Regions from separate parts of the Mus musculus genome. Here region 1 is linked to region 2. The links are chromatin contacts, called in public promoter capture Hi-C maps. All regions are on one chromosome and are shown on one strand. Each heading gives the region's core, a stretch centred on a gene start, on an enhancer-like site or on the middle of the called end of the contact. The rest is flanking DNA. Distances are from core to core; before and after follow the strand shown. Region 1 holds the start of 2210407C18Rik (RIKEN cDNA 2210407C18 gene). Region 2 holds the start of 2010001A14Rik (RIKEN cDNA 2010001A14 gene).

Region 1 (7,184 bases), core at 3,781-6,280, 810 kb before region 2:
CACTTGGCCTGATCTCCTATGCCCAGCTGGCCAGCTCTGTATCTAACCCATGCCCTCCTTCCACATCGCACCCCCCTCCAACCTCATGCCAGGTACAGGAGCCACCTCCCTCTCTGGTGATGGCGAAGGACAACCTCCCTTTTCTTTTGTTTAGCTCTGTTGCCTCGGAGATGCTTATAAACACTTGTTATCTGGCTGCACGCTCTCTGCCTGGCTCAGGGACTTCCTAAGGATGTTGGGCATGATTTCCTTCTTGGGAAGGGGGTGTTGTGATGCTGTGTCTTCTGGGCTTTGGAGTGGGCTACTGGCTCCTCCTCCAGGAAGGTTTTAGTCCAGAGGTCCCATGGCCCAGCCTTCTCTGTACTTTCTAGCAGCCTTGCTGCCTGGAACACTCCAGGCTCCCCACCTGGCCTCCAAGGACTTGTATCAGCTGCTGCAGTAGGATCCTTTTTAATTGGGAGCATAGTCAATGATGAGCAGTGGCAGGGAACCCTGGGTTTCCTCTCCCTTCCCTAGATTACTCTTGGCCCAGGGCAAACAAGGTCCCTTTCTTATGCTTCCTGGTAAGCCTATTCAGCAGGAGATGTCCTACTCAAGTCCCTGCCTCTGTCTCCTCACTTCTGTTCTTTGAAATGAAGGTGTGTCACTGTCATTGTTGCCTAGCAGGGAAGGCACAGAGTAGATGGTAAATAAATAATCTCAATGAGGGCAGCCAGCACTCTGAGAGCTTCAGGCAGCCAGGCATCGTTTGCTGTAAGTTTCTCCTATAACTGTGTAAGCCTCATAAACACCCGTGAGAGGCTCTCCGCTCTTAAGGAAACTGAGGCACAGAGAACCTGAGTCACTGTGTGAAGATCACACAAGAGGACAAGGATGCAAACCCAAGTTGTCTGAGTCAAGAGACTCTCGTGCTGGGAAGCCAAGTCTTTTCTGAAGCCTTAAGACTGTGTGTTCAGGGAGTTGTCAGCCAGACTCTCTCACTCTCAAGCTTTCTTCCCCTCAGCCAAGAGCACACACAGAGCTCCTAAGAACAAACCTCTAGGCCTCCAAGGCATCCCCAATGATTCCAGGAAGCGCAAAACCAAATGAACATGGAGAGGCCACCTCAGGAGAGGCCACCTCAGGTGCTTCAGCCTGCTTCTTGTCTTACCACAGAAGTCCCCAGCCAGCTTGGACCTCCATGCTAAAAGCCTGACAGGGCCTGGTGCTTCCCACTGTCCAGTCATCTCTGCTTTCCCAAATGCCTCTCATGAGTCTGTTTTCACCAAAGAAGTGTGTGTGTGTGTGTGGGGGGGTGACCATTGATGAAAGGGAAGGAGTGAGGAGTGAAGCAAAGAAGAAGAATACAGAGGCTCTATTCCAGGGCCTAAGCCCTAATTTCTTCTGATAAGGCTCTAGCCATTTTATGCCAGGCATCCATCTTGGTACCCATCAGCTGTTTTTCTCTGACTCCAGTCCCTGGAAGATAAGTTCCCAGTAACTCAGACTCAATGACCCCTGCTCAAAACTGTACCGCCATGAATTTGTTATGATAATAGGACTAGCTGCTTTTGTTTTTGTTTTTTGTGGGGTTTTTTTGTTTTTTGTTTTTTGTTTTTTGTTTTTGTTTTGTTTTGTTTTGTTTTTTGCTTCTGTACCTTTCTTACAGATACCCAAAGAGTGTTTTTGAGTTGCCTTGATCACTTAACTTGGCGGAAGAGAACAGTTTGTCCTTGTTTGCATAGATACTGAAGATTGTCCTATGGTTTTCCTTTTTAAAAGTCTTTCCTTTAGATATTGAAGATTGTCCTGTGGTTTTCCCTATAAAGTCCTTCCTCATACCCCTTCTTCATGGCAATCTCAAAGATAGCTCAGAGGTTGTTGTCCTGCTAGCAATTAATAAACCTTTTCACTATAATTGGATTGAGTCCATGTGTTTTTCCCAGGGGTCACAAACTCCATAACACTTCATCTTGCTTGATGGCAGCCATGGCTTCCTGTGCGTAGAGTAACATCATGCCTAGCACCATGGGGCACTGACGGATACATTCCCAAGGTCAGGGGAACATTCTAGAGCCCCTTGCTTTCCTGGCCATGCTATCGTGTGTTGCACAGCCAGACTTGAAGGTGATCAGGTAGGACCCAGGGGTATTTCTTCTAAGAAAGTTTGCCTGCTGTGGCCAGCACCTCGCCAAGATACCAGATACAAAAACATCACCAAGAAGGAAGGAAAGTAAGAAGGCCACGAGATCGCAGAGCATTTAGCAATGGAGTCCATACAGTTTGGCAATGCACAGTGATCCTCTGGAGAACATGGTACTGGGTGAAGATGTGTATACAAATGTGAACCTGTCATTACTAACCCTGACACCTGCCTGCACTTGGTGTTGTCAGAAGCCCCACCCGTATGTTGGGTTTGTTCTCCCTTCCCTGGAAATGTCCTCTTAGGGACAGGAGCTGGACTCCCACTGAATCCAAAGGATGGAGTCAGGTCAGGGTAGGGATGGAAGCTTCTACTGTTTTTGCTGCTCACTCTGACTGGGCTGGGCCACCAACACTCTGCCTTCCCCTACTCCATCCCTCAGGATACAGTCTCTACTAGGAACAGGTGGGTGCTAAATAGGGAACAGATCTAGAGACACACAGAAAAAATGAATACCTGGCAATGCACTCCAGTCTTCCAAAGGCTTAGCTTTGGTGTTCTGTGTTCCTCTCTTCCTACTCAATCAGCTGTAGACTCATGGCCTAGGTACCAGATTACTCTAGTGTTGATATTTAAAGTTACGCAGCATAACTGGGCTACATACTAAGAAATGTGTAACTGAGATATTCTCACTGACAAGGGAGATTTGGGGAGCTGGAGTTGTAAGATCAGAACAGCACAGTAGCTTGGAGAATAGGCAGCATAGGTCCCTTTTAGGACTGCTCCCAGGAGGCAGACCACAAGAGGACATCTTTTTTTCTCCTGAGAAATGTCTTTGTCTGAGATATCAGGCAGAATGTCACTTATGGCCCCAAGAATGAACTCAGAACTGAGCTCTAGATGGAATAGGTGGGACCTCTCTGAAGCTAAATGTGTATTGACCCACATCAAAAAGAGGGAGGCCTCTAGGTTTTTTCCATGCCTCATCTCTACTCTTCTTTAGCCTGGGAGGTTATCTGTAAGTGTTATGGTTCTGAGGGGAAAGGTGTCCTGGCTGTAAGGAGCCAAAGAATACCACAAAGTCACACAGCACAACAAGCCTTAAACAAGAGGAATGACAAAAGAGGATGGCTACCTCTGCTCTGGCAAGAAGCAGGAAGGAACTGAGCAGAAGGCAGGGTTTATATAGAGATGAGGGGGTGAAGGGCAGAGTTTCTAGGGTGGCCTGGGATTTGGTGGTATTCTGTGACCTGATCTTGGGGCAAGCTCAGGGATTGGTGGGTTTTTTCATGGATTGGAGGTATTCTTTCCCTTGTCCCTTGTCCTTGGTCTTGGGACAAGTCAGGGTTAGGGTGTTACTTCCTTGGCCCTTTTATCCTAAGTGCCCATCCAACTTCTGTTGTTTTATGTCCAAATTCTGCCATATGTAAGCAGTCTCTTTGAGACCTTGCCCTGGGAGAAGGTGGAAGAGTTTCTGTGATGCTTGGTAGATGAGAGCCATGCTCCCATTCCCCATGGATGAATGACAGTGGCCTCAGCTTGCTGCTGTTCTGCTCAGCACTGTCCAAGCCAATCTATTAATGAGAAATGGCCATTGACCTGCAAGTCTGGCCTCTTGGCCCTGAGCCAACTGGCAGTCACCAACCTTATCTCTGTTCTCAGCTAATTAGGAGCTCACAGTCTAGTACTAGTTGCACAACTTGAAACTTATTAAGCTGAATCAATAGGGAACCATAAAATACAGTCTCCAGCTATGACTTTGACCCTGGGAGATGTGAGAGCAGGTGTGTGATAGGATGGGAGTGATGAGGGGCACATTATGAAATGCCACAAGGTAGCAATGCCAAATTCCTTCTTTGGAAGACAAGACTCAAGCTGACTCTTTGAAAAGGCCTTCGTTGTATTTGGTGGGGGCAGGGGGTGTACAGCATGTTTTGGCTGCTGTCTCATCATCTTGAGCAATTGAACAGGAAGGGAGATAGGCTTCATCATTAGGGACCCATGATATCTTCACTCAGCATCTCCTGCCAGTGTGGCAAGTCTACTCCCAGCTCATGTTTCTATGACCCGGGAAATGTTTTGTCAACTTACTTTGAACACTGGAAGTTCCAGATGAGTCTCTGCTGGTCTCTGTAACTACAGATGCCCTTTCTTAGTTGGTCCCCTCTATGACTGTTAGGTGTTCCTCCTAATTTCTTTCACACCCCAGCTTCTGAGGCACATGCACAACCCTGTTCCTTTCCTGTAACCCACACCTTCTTCAAAACTCTGCACACTGTCTTCCCTGGGAGGGGGAACTTGGCACCTGAATTTTGAAAGAATGTGTTTAAAATCTGGATGACTAGAGGAAGTGTGAGTCCTTCTAGCTTAGCCTTTCTCTCCACTGTAAATAAGAAGGCTGCTAAGCTATGCCCTAAGAAGAGGCTAGCCTAAAAATAAATAGACGGGCTGTGTGTGTGTGTGTGTGTGTGTGTGTGTGTGTGTGTGTGTGTGTGTGTGTGTGTGTTAGGGGGAGTGAAATTACAGAGGGACACATCAGGTCCCTTCTAAGCAGAGAAGTTAATAGACTCTAGGGATAAAGGAAAGGATGGGAGAGAGAATGACTCTGGGGATTTGCCCCAAGCAACAATGGAGGATGGTAGCTACACACTACAGGACAATTCCTATACTTTTTAACTTTCAAGTACTCTAAACTGTTCTGCGGCTTACTTCAGGCACAGCAGCATTACAAATTCCTTCCCTTCCTTTCCCTACCAACCAGAAGTTCAGGAAAAACTCTTCTCACAGTCTCTCTCTCTAGATCAGGAAGTGCAGTGCACTTGACGTCATGCCAAGATACTATTTACAGTGTCTTAATTGCCAGGCATTGGTCCTCTGGGCTATAAAAGTGACTGGGAGGCAGAGAAAGTCCTCCTTTCATCCTTTCTCTAGGTGAGATTGCTTCCTCTCCAGCTCAAGGCCGTCCTTTCAGAAGAGCCTTCTTGGTGAGTATTTCTAGTGTGGACCTGGTGGTGGAGGCCATCCATTAGGGGGAAGGTGACTTAGAAAGTGGTGAAGCCATGTCATTAGCTAAGGGTCTGATTGCTCTTGAGCACCATGGCCCAGAAATTTGTAGTACACACAGAGCCTCCACCTGTTCTCCAGAGGAGTTGTTTCTTGACTCGGCCATGTCAACTGTGGAAGGGGATCTAGTGCCTTCCAGTCCCATGAAAGAATTCCTCCTAATTGAAAGTCCTTTCCTGGGATCCATCCCCATCCCCCATGCCTGGATAAAGGATATGGAGTCTTTTCCAGTTTTGCATCCTTCCAAATGGCCACATCTAGAAAAACCAGTGTTTGGCAAATTTGGGCTTTCAGAAAGGATGAGTGAAGGGGTGATTGATTGATGATTGATTGATTGATTGAATACATGGACAAAGAACACAGTCTAGTATGTGGATTGCTGGATTACAGGTCTGAGCCCCATTGCTCTGATCCCATTGTTCTTACTTGCATCTCCTGCAGTGTTCACAAGCTTCACCATGGGCTGGTCCTCCATCCTGAAAAGCCTCCTCACAGTTTTTGTCCTTAGCATCTTAGCTGTCTGCTCTGTAGGTAAGAGTAAACAAAGCAACGCAAAGGGGAGGTAAGCAGTCAAGTACCTGGGGGAGGTAGCCAACCCCATGAGACTCCAGTAGTCTGTTTATCCTCCCATGGCTTCTTGACTCCGAAGCAAAATCCACTACAAGGCTTTGGGATTCCCCTTTAAATGATGTACATTTCCTCCTTACAGAGAGTTACACGTGTATACAAGCTACGTGTGAAAATGGAAATTGTCTTGGGGGTACAAGTACCTGTCTAACCTCTTATAGCTGCTTCAGCCAAATACAGAAACTGGAAACACCATGTAAGCCAACCCTCGCTACCTTGAGCATCCTCCAATTCATCCTTGCCTCCTTTCCAGGATGAGACTAGGAGCTGGGTGGAGATGGAGCATGTGCTTGCTGTAGGCCCTAGACTCTACATGATCAGGACCATTTGGGAGTGACTGCACTCTTTTAGTGTGTCAGGGATCAAACTCAGGGCATCATGCTTGCTAAGTGAGTACCTTACCACTAGTCACTCCCTTTGTAGCAAGTGGTCCATGCTCTGTTGGTTTGTTCTCGAGAGACTAGTGCAGAGAGACTCTTGAGAAAGTACAACACTCAAGATAGAGGGGATGAAGGAACAGATTATTTACCACTAGCTTAGGAGGAAAATTTTCTTGGTGGTTCAATTTCCTGCAGCTCCAGATACAAACCTAGTACTTGAGCAAAAAGGGTGTGCTTCATATCAAAACCTATGTGCCTTGGAGTTCTCAGCAACACTGGGGAATCGACAGAAATTTAGATACAAGACCCAGTGCTGCACCGGTGAGCAGTGCAACAAAGAAAATCTCACTCGTGAGTATACCCCCTGTCTGTGTCCCAACACATAAACACAGCTAGGGTCTGTGCCCCACCACCTGCTCAGGGTTCCTCTATCTTCCATGGGTCTATCTCTGTGCTTATGGGCAGCAGCAGTGATGCCTATCCTTCCCATTTTGCTTGACACCTTTATTTGTAAGGGCCTGGGTTGGATATAAGCCCTGCTCTTGAGATATGTGTGCACACACTTGCGTTTGCAGACTGAGAAACAGCGAGGCAGCAGAAATTGGTCCGGGGTCTACTCTCTAAGTAGGTTCAGTGAATCTATAGGTTTAAGTGCTCTGCTCTGCTCTCTCCTCTCTCTGCTCTGCTCTCTCTGCTCTGCTCTGCTCTCTGCTCTCTGCTCTCTGCTCTCTGCTCTCTGCTCTCTGCTCTCTGCTCTCTGCTCTCTGCTCTCTGCTCTCTGCTGTCTGCTGTCTGCTGTCTGCTCTCTGCTCTCTGATCTCTGCTCTGCTCTGCTCTCTGCTTCTCTCTGCTTCTCTCTGCTCTGCTCTCTGCTCTGCTCTCTGCTCTCTCTGCCCTGCTCTACTCTGCTCTCTCTGCTCTGCTCTCTCTGCTCTGATCGCTCTCTCTGCTCTGCTCTCTCTGCTCTGATCTGCTCTCTCTCTCTGCTCTCT
Region 2 (7,487 bases), core at 2,146-4,645:
GGCACACGCCTTCAATCCCAGTACTGGGGAGGCAGGAGGATTTCTAAGTTCGAGGCCAGCCTGGTCTACAGAGTGAGTTCCAGGACAGCCAGGGCTACACAGAGAAACCCTGTCTCGAAAAAACCAAAAAGAGTAACACCCAGGTGAAACAAGAGGACATGTGACCTCTGCTCCATTCCTGGCAGCTGGCACTTGGGCTGACAATGTAAGTAAGTGGCTCTTGAGAGAGCAAGTGGTGCTGGGCAGTGGTGGCGCACGCCTTTAATCCCAGCGCTTGGGAGGCAGAGGCAGGAGGATTTCTGAGTTCGAGGCCAGCCTGGTCTACAGAGTGAGTTCCAGGACAGTCAGGGCTACAGAGAGACCCTGTCTCGAGAAACCAAGAGAGAGAGAGAGAGAGAGAGAGAGAGAGAGAGAGAGAGAGAGAGAGAGCGCAAGTGGCTTCCCACAGCATAGTGGTAAACTGGGAAGAATGAGTGGCAGAGTGGGGTGTTTCTAAAGCTTAGGTAGGAAGAGGCCAGACCAGAGCAGGGGGCAGCAACCCAAGCGACACTGGAGCCTGTTTCCTTTATGTGATCCCCAGCTTCGAGCACTCTCCAGAAGCAAAGAAGAAACCCATCAGCGGCAAGTTGGCTATGTACTAATACAGTACAGAGGCAGCCAGTGGCCACCTGAAGGGGGGTGCTATAGTATTTTAAAAGGGCTTTTGCCAGATCCTTTTACCAGACAGCTATTCTCTGTCCTTAACCATGTTCAAGTCTAATCTGCTTTTCAGCAATCTCAGGACTCAGGGGCTTTTGTGGGTGAGGTGGGGGCCTTAGGGTGGAAGCAAAGGCTCACTGTGGTTGTCTGGGTTTTTTTGTTTGTTTGTTTGTTTGTTTTTTCTTTCCTGTTTCACTTGCTACAACAGCTAGACATTCTAGTAACACAGCACTTACTTGGGACTGAATTCCTGCCCATCTGTGGAATGAAATAGAAACTGTTTCAGAGATAATGACTCTGTACTACCACCTTGAAATGGACTAAGGCCGCACATCTAACCACAAGCCTTCCCAAGTACTGCCTTTGGGGATGCTAGTACAGGGCAGAGGGGGCCTTTCTTCCAGATGATGATGATGTGTGTGTGAGTGTGTGTGACATCGACATGCTCAACACTGCTCCACATGGCTTCCCCATGGGGTGAGTGGATAAATGGAGTCTTTACTGCAACAACAAAACCATCCAGATGTGAGCACTGCCAGCAGCCCACACGGGAGGCAGGCACCGTTTCCATGTGGATAAACTCATCCCCAGTCTCGGGATCACTTTCACTCCCATGTGTGATTAGCAGGGGACACCTGAGGGTTTAGCCAGCTTTGCTTCAGAGTAATCTCATTCATTCATTCATTCACTCACTCATTTATTTACTGACAAGACATTTGTAAAAAGGAAGGTCCCAATCATAAAAAAACAAAAAACAAAACCCAGCACGATTTCAAATGAGCTGGATTCTACTGGTTGACTAAATAAAACTGAGTGTGCAAGAGAAGAGTCTAGAAGAAAGGATGATGATCTTATTTATTATAGACGAATGAAAACTGGGTGTAAGGTTTGGAAGCAAGCCAGGCAATAAGTGGGCTTAGGAAATTAGCCAGCTTTTAAGTGCAGTGTGCTCTTGGCGCCATTGCTTCCTACCCCCCCGCCCCCAGCCTCAGTTTCTGCCACATCAGAAGTGTAAAGATCGGCTCCCTTTCCCGCTACCAAGCAATGTCTGATTTCCCCAAACCGTTGAACAGTAATCATTCAAACTCCTGAATATGAGAAGTTCCTTAACTCAGTCTCAATTCCTAACCTGGAAGCTGCCACTCAGGGCTTGCAGCAACAGATGTCAAACTGAAAAGTTCTTAACCGGTTGGCAGTAGGCACATCTTGAGGACCAGAGTAGGTGAAATCACTCAGGAAGTTTCTTATAATTAGCCACAAGGCATAGGGCAATCTCATTCCATTTTAAATTTGCACCTCTCCACCTCCAACGGCATTACCAAAGATGCTAATCCCCGCAAGAAAGCTGATTCCCCGCCCCCTTCAATCACATCCACAGCAAATCATTTAAGACCCGGCCTTGGCCTTATTTCTGCCACATCTCAGAAAAACTCATTCGCTGCCAGCGAAGCGGGCTCTGTGTTGCGCTGCAGAGACCGGAGGCCGCGGCAGACAGGAAAGTCGCGGCCACCTTGCTAGTGTCTGAAAGAGCGACAAGGTCCCTGGAGGGAGGACGAAGTTGGAGAAGATCCTCCCGGTTCCCTTGTCACCTCTTTTGCCCAATTCTTGCAAAAGTAACCCACCTCTCTCTGCTCTGCTATTCGGCGCAACAGTGACAGCTGGAAACTGCTGTCGCTTTCCCAGGCAGGGAGAGTGTGCCAAGCCCTCCCTGGTTTCCCAGCCCACCCTCGGGGACGCGGGCAGCGTCGCGGAGCACCGAGCGGCCTCCAAGAACCTGAGTCCCCTGTTTTGCACAGACTGCGCGGCGAGGCCCACCGCGCGGAGCGTCCCCGGGGTCCCTTCCCGCGGCCCTGCGCTATGCCCCGAGACTCACGCTCTTGTCTATGTCCAGCTTGAGTTTCTTCTGCGAGATGCTTTTCTGCACCCTCTTGCTGAAGGAGGCGTTGCCCGCGGGCCGGACGCAGCGCTCGCCGTCCGCGATGAGGCAGCAGCTCTGGCCGTAGCCCGGGGCGGCGGCGGGGGCGGCAGGGGGCCCTTCGCGGCTGTCCTCCTCTGTGCTGAAGCCGTTCATCTCCCCGCCCCGGCCCGGCCCCTCCGGGGGAGGACCCCTGTAGGCCACTCCGCGGCTGCTAGCCCCGCGGGGCAGCTCTTCGCCAGCCCCGCGCCCGGGTCCCACGGTGCGCCCTGGGTCAGGCGCGCTCCGAGCTCCGCGAGGCCCGGCTGCTCTGTGCTCCTGCAGCCCGGGCCCCGGCGGGGATGCACACGCCGAGGCTCCGGCCGGGGCTCACGAGGCTTCCCCCGGGATCCGGGCCCGGCCGCCCTGGGGCTCCCGAGGCCCCCGCCGGCTCCCGCCTGCTCCGCGCCGCGCGGCAAAGTCTCCACCCCGTGGCTCCCCGCGCGGGGGCCCGGCCTCGAACCTGCCGTGTCCGGGCCCCGCGGTGTGCTCGGGCCGCCCCAGCGCCTGGCCGCTCGGCGGCGCCCCGAGTCCCCGCGGCAGCCCCTGGGCCGCCCCGGCCGCCGCCCGCCCGACGCGCCGCACCACAACAGTGCGCTCCCCCGCCCGCCGCGGCACAGCGGAAGTCCCGCCTCTGTGCGCTCAATGGTCGTATTCTTTATGTAGGCGGGGCCCACGTCGCCGCTGGCAGTTCCCATTGGGCGCCATCGCTGCCGGTCTCCGGTGCCAGGCTACTTCCTGGACTCTGCTGGGATGGGTTCAAAGTAGAGAAAGTGCAAGAGGGAAGAGTTACCCGGGCTAGAGAGGACAGCGGGCCGCAGGTTTAGTCCTGGTTGTGGAGTGGGATGCTGAGATGGGTCTGGAGGGATGCAGGATGTTCTAGGCCGTTAGGATGGTAAATAGGGACCTCGCTCCGCGAGGGATGCTGAACGGGGTCTGGAAGAATGCAAGATGTCCTGGTCCGGGCCAGGAATGGTGAGCGAGGTCCTCTGGCTCTGGGGCGAGATGCTGTGTTAGGTCAGGAGGGACGCGGGGCCTCCACCTCAGGGAGTGGTGCTGAGCGGGATATGGAGGGTCGCAGGGTCTCCATTCCGGGATGGGATGTTGAGCAGGTTCCCAATCCCAGCGCGGGATCCTGAGCAGAGGTCCGGCTCCATAGTGGGGTTGTGAGCAAGCCGGTTATGGAACGAAATGCTAAGCCGGATCTGACAGGCCGCAAGGTCTCCTATGTTGAGTGGGGTCTGCGGGAAGCAGGGACAGACTTGCAGCAGAGATCACGTTCGCAGTGGACTGAAGCATCGACGTGCGGAGGAAAACTGAGGGACAAGGGAAGGGTATGGGAAGGAGACCTTAGGGAGAAAGTGCTGCCAGGAGAACAGACTGGGCAAAACGGAAAAGCCTGGGCTGGAGGATCTACGCGGCAGCGGGAGACAGGGTGCATGGTGTGGGACATGAAGCTAACGAGGAAGTGCATATGCGCGTAAAGAGGCACTGAGAGACAGGAGAGGTCGGACAGGTGAACTAGAAATCTTTGAGTACAGCGGGCACCAAGGAAGAAGGGACTTAAGGAGGAGAGCCCAGCGTCAGAGCAACCCTGGCCTGGGTTGATCTTCAGGGTGGACTTTGTGGGCTGAGGCAAAGGTGAAAAGCCCTTAGGCCACCAACGGAGGACTCACCTTCAGACTTGTTAGAGACTGATTTGTAGTTTTATTGCTTCAAGCTAACTCAGACCAACCCGGGAGGAGGCCACCGCACCCTGCCAAGACCAGGGTGTCACCTCGTCCTTGATGCAAGGACACAGGGAATTTTCTGAGGGTCGGGTCCTACAGTCAGTAGTGTTGTGGGGGAGAGGTATGGTTATGGGATGGGTGTCCGGAAAGCTCTTAAATTCTCTCCAGAGGTCTAAAAGTGCGTTTGTACAGTTTACTTTTATTAATTTCACACAGGAGACAGTATGTTAGAAAATACACCTACCAGATAAAAATTTAAGGCCACTGTGGGGGCTGAGGCTGTAATTTGGTGGCAGAGTGGATCAGCACACTCGAGGCTCTGGATTTGTTCCACATTACTACTTAAACAGGATGTGGCGGCACTGGCCTGTAGTCCCACCTTTCAGCAGGAAGATCTGAAGTTCAAGGGCATTCTCTCTCTTTTCTTAAAAGAATTATTTATTTATTTTATGGATATGAATACACTGTAGCTGTCTTTGTACTCACCAGAAAAGGGCATCAGATCCCACTACAGATGGTTGTGAGCCACCATGTGGTTGCTAGGAATTGAACTCTGGAATAACAGTCAGTGCTCCTAACCGCTGAACCATCTCTCCAGCCCCTCAAGATCATTCTTGACTACATAGCTCGCAAGTCAGTCTTGGTTTTGTGAGACCTTGTCTCAAAATAACAAAACAAAACAAAATGTGTCCATTACGAAATTGCTTATAAAAAATACTCTAAAAGTTACAAACGAGAAGAGGTGAAGCAAAATTAAACATCTTCAGAAAGTGTTAAAACTCACCAGCAACTCTGTAGCAAAGATCTCCGAGCGCTTGACAACGCCTTGTCAATGCTGAGTAATGAGCGCTCCACGGTGGTCCACACCTGCTATGCCACTGCTTGGGAAGTGTGTAGCGGGATCTGGAGTTCTTATTGAACTTGAGGCTAGCCTGGGCTATGTGAGACCTTGTTTCAAACAAAACAAAACGAGGATATAGAATTGCATATGGACTTGTGGAATGTGATGTGTGTGTATTTATTTTAAAATAAATAATACATGCAGGGTGAGAGCTGGGGAGATAACTGCTCTTCCAGAAGATCCCAGTTCATTTCCATTAAACCCCTACATAGGCTCTCCACTGCCAGAAATTCGAGCTCCAGGAAATTTGGCCTCCCTGGGAGTATGCTAGAGCCCCATCTCCAAACCAAACCAAACCAAACCAAACCAAACCAAACCAAACCAAACCAAACCAAACCAAACCCAAACAGCAACATTAACCAAGCTTTGGGGGAGGAAGGGAGGACTGAGATGATTCAGTGGGTTAAAGCCCTTTCCAATAAGCCTGCTGACCTCAGTTCTATCCCCAGCACCCGCATGGCAGAAGGAGAGAATTAGCAATGCAGATTATCTTCTGACCTCAGCCTCCCTGTGTTAGGAATACACTACCTCCCCACAGAAAAAAAGAAATGTCATCATTTTTTTTTTTTGAAAATCAAAACCACATGAGAAATAATACTCCATATTACAAAGAGTGATAATTTGGGGTAGCAGAAATGTGGTTGACATTTTTATACTTTGTTCTACTTTTGCAATATACCTAATAAGCTTTTTTTTTTTTTTTTTTTTGCTTTTACAGTAACAAAAATAATAAAATATTAATGGAAAAAAACACAATTTACTAGGAATCTTGCTTCAGAGTGCATATTCCAGAGCAAGTTCTGGAGAGATGGCTCAGTGGTTAAGAGCACTATCTGCTCTTCCAGAGGTCCTGAGTTCAATCCCCAGCCACCACATGCTGGCCCATAACCATCTATAATGTGTGATCTGACAGCCTCTTCTGGCATGTAGGTGTAGGATACTCATATCCATAAAATAAATAAATCTTCAGAACAAAACAAGAACTAACTGGCACAGGCAGCTACAGAAGCAAGCATGCCGCTGGCCTGATACGGATACCATGTAGGTAAAAAGTTGAGAGTGGAGAATGAAGTTGGGAGTATACACAAGGCAGTGTGCGCTGGTTCAGAGGTCCCATGGTATGGGTGGTATGGATGTAAACTCTGCTTTTCTTTGCATGTTTTTTGTTTTGTTTTGCTTTTCAAGACAGGGTTTCTCCGTGTAGCCCTGGCTGTCCTGGAACTCACTCTGTAGACCAGGCTGGCCTTGAATTCACAGAGATCAACCTACTTCTGCCCCCCAAGTGCTGGGATTAAAGTGTTTTTTTTTTTTTCTTTTTCTTCTCCTTCTCCTCCTCCTCCTTTTTTTTTTTTTTTTTTTTTTTTTGGGTTTTCGAGACAAGGATTCTCTGCGTAGCCCTGGCTGTCCTGTAGACCAGGCTGGCCTCGAACTCAGAAATCCACCTGCCTCTGCCTCCCAAGTGCTGGGATTAAAGGCGTGCACCACCACCGCCTGGCTCTTCTTTTTTTATGCTGAGATGCTTTTCAGAAGTCTTGCATTCTGCCAGGTCATTGCAGCACCCGTCTGCTTCCCTGGCAGCCTTCCGTGGCTGTAGGAGTAAGGAGCTCCTTTTAGGGGCTCCGGAGCAGTCCTCAGGACAGCAGCCATTCCTGCTGTCATCCAAGTGTTCTTTACAGCCTCCTCCTCCCCCTCCCCCCACACCCCCACCCCCCCGGTTAAAATAAGCTCACCTTGAGATCAGAATAAGCATCGATCCTGTTTGTAGAGCATGCATGTGTATAGGCGCTTCGTTTGTGGAGTGCGTGTAAGTACCATGTGTGATCACCTGCTCTCATGCCTGACCATTCTTTGCAGACATCCTGGAGTCTTTCTTCCAGGGATGTTCCATCATAACCTTTCTTCTTTATGTGCATAACTCTGGTTGTTGCCATTTTAATGACTCACAATACTACATCTTATGCATCATTAGATGGTTGGCTTTGCTGTTGGAACAGTGTTCAGATCTGAGCACCACTCTTCATGTGCTATGATATGTTAACAAGTTATTTCCTTCCTTTCTTCCTTCCTTCCTTCCTTCCTTCCTTCCTTCCTTCCTTCCTTCCTTCCTTCCTTCCTTCCCTTCCTCCCTCCCTCCCTCCCTCCCTCCCTCCCTCCCTCCCTCCCTCCCTCCCTCCCTCCCTCCCTTTTCTTTCATTAGGAGACA

Evidence for each region. Promoter capture Hi-C pulls out the DNA fragments that hold promoters and counts their contacts.
Region 1: a promoter capture Hi-C map of liver shows a contact between it and region 2, with 4 times the contacts expected there. The contact joins the promoter of 2210407C18Rik here to the promoter of 2010001A14Rik in region 2. A contact is called at or near these places in 2 of 39 promoter capture datasets (hippocampal neurons and liver).

What each region holds. Positions count from the first base shown.
Region 1 is chr11:58,611,338-58,618,521 of GRCm38.p6, reverse strand. It overlaps 2210407C18Rik (RIKEN cDNA 2210407C18 gene), which reads left to right and starts at 5,030. Exons shown (of 6, transcript NM_144544.2): 1 at 5,030-5,106; 2 at 5,627-5,716; 3 at 5,895-6,008; 4 at 6,388-6,543. The coding sequence starts at 5,644.
Region 2 is chr11:57,797,375-57,804,861 of GRCm38.p6, reverse strand. It overlaps 2010001A14Rik (RIKEN cDNA 2010001A14 gene), which reads left to right and starts at 3,395. Exons shown (of 4, transcript NR_131042.1): 1 at 3,395-3,628. It overlaps Sap30l (SAP30-like), which reads right to left and starts at 3,225. Exons shown (of 4, transcript NM_001081168.1): 1 at 2,573-3,225. The coding sequence starts at 2,770.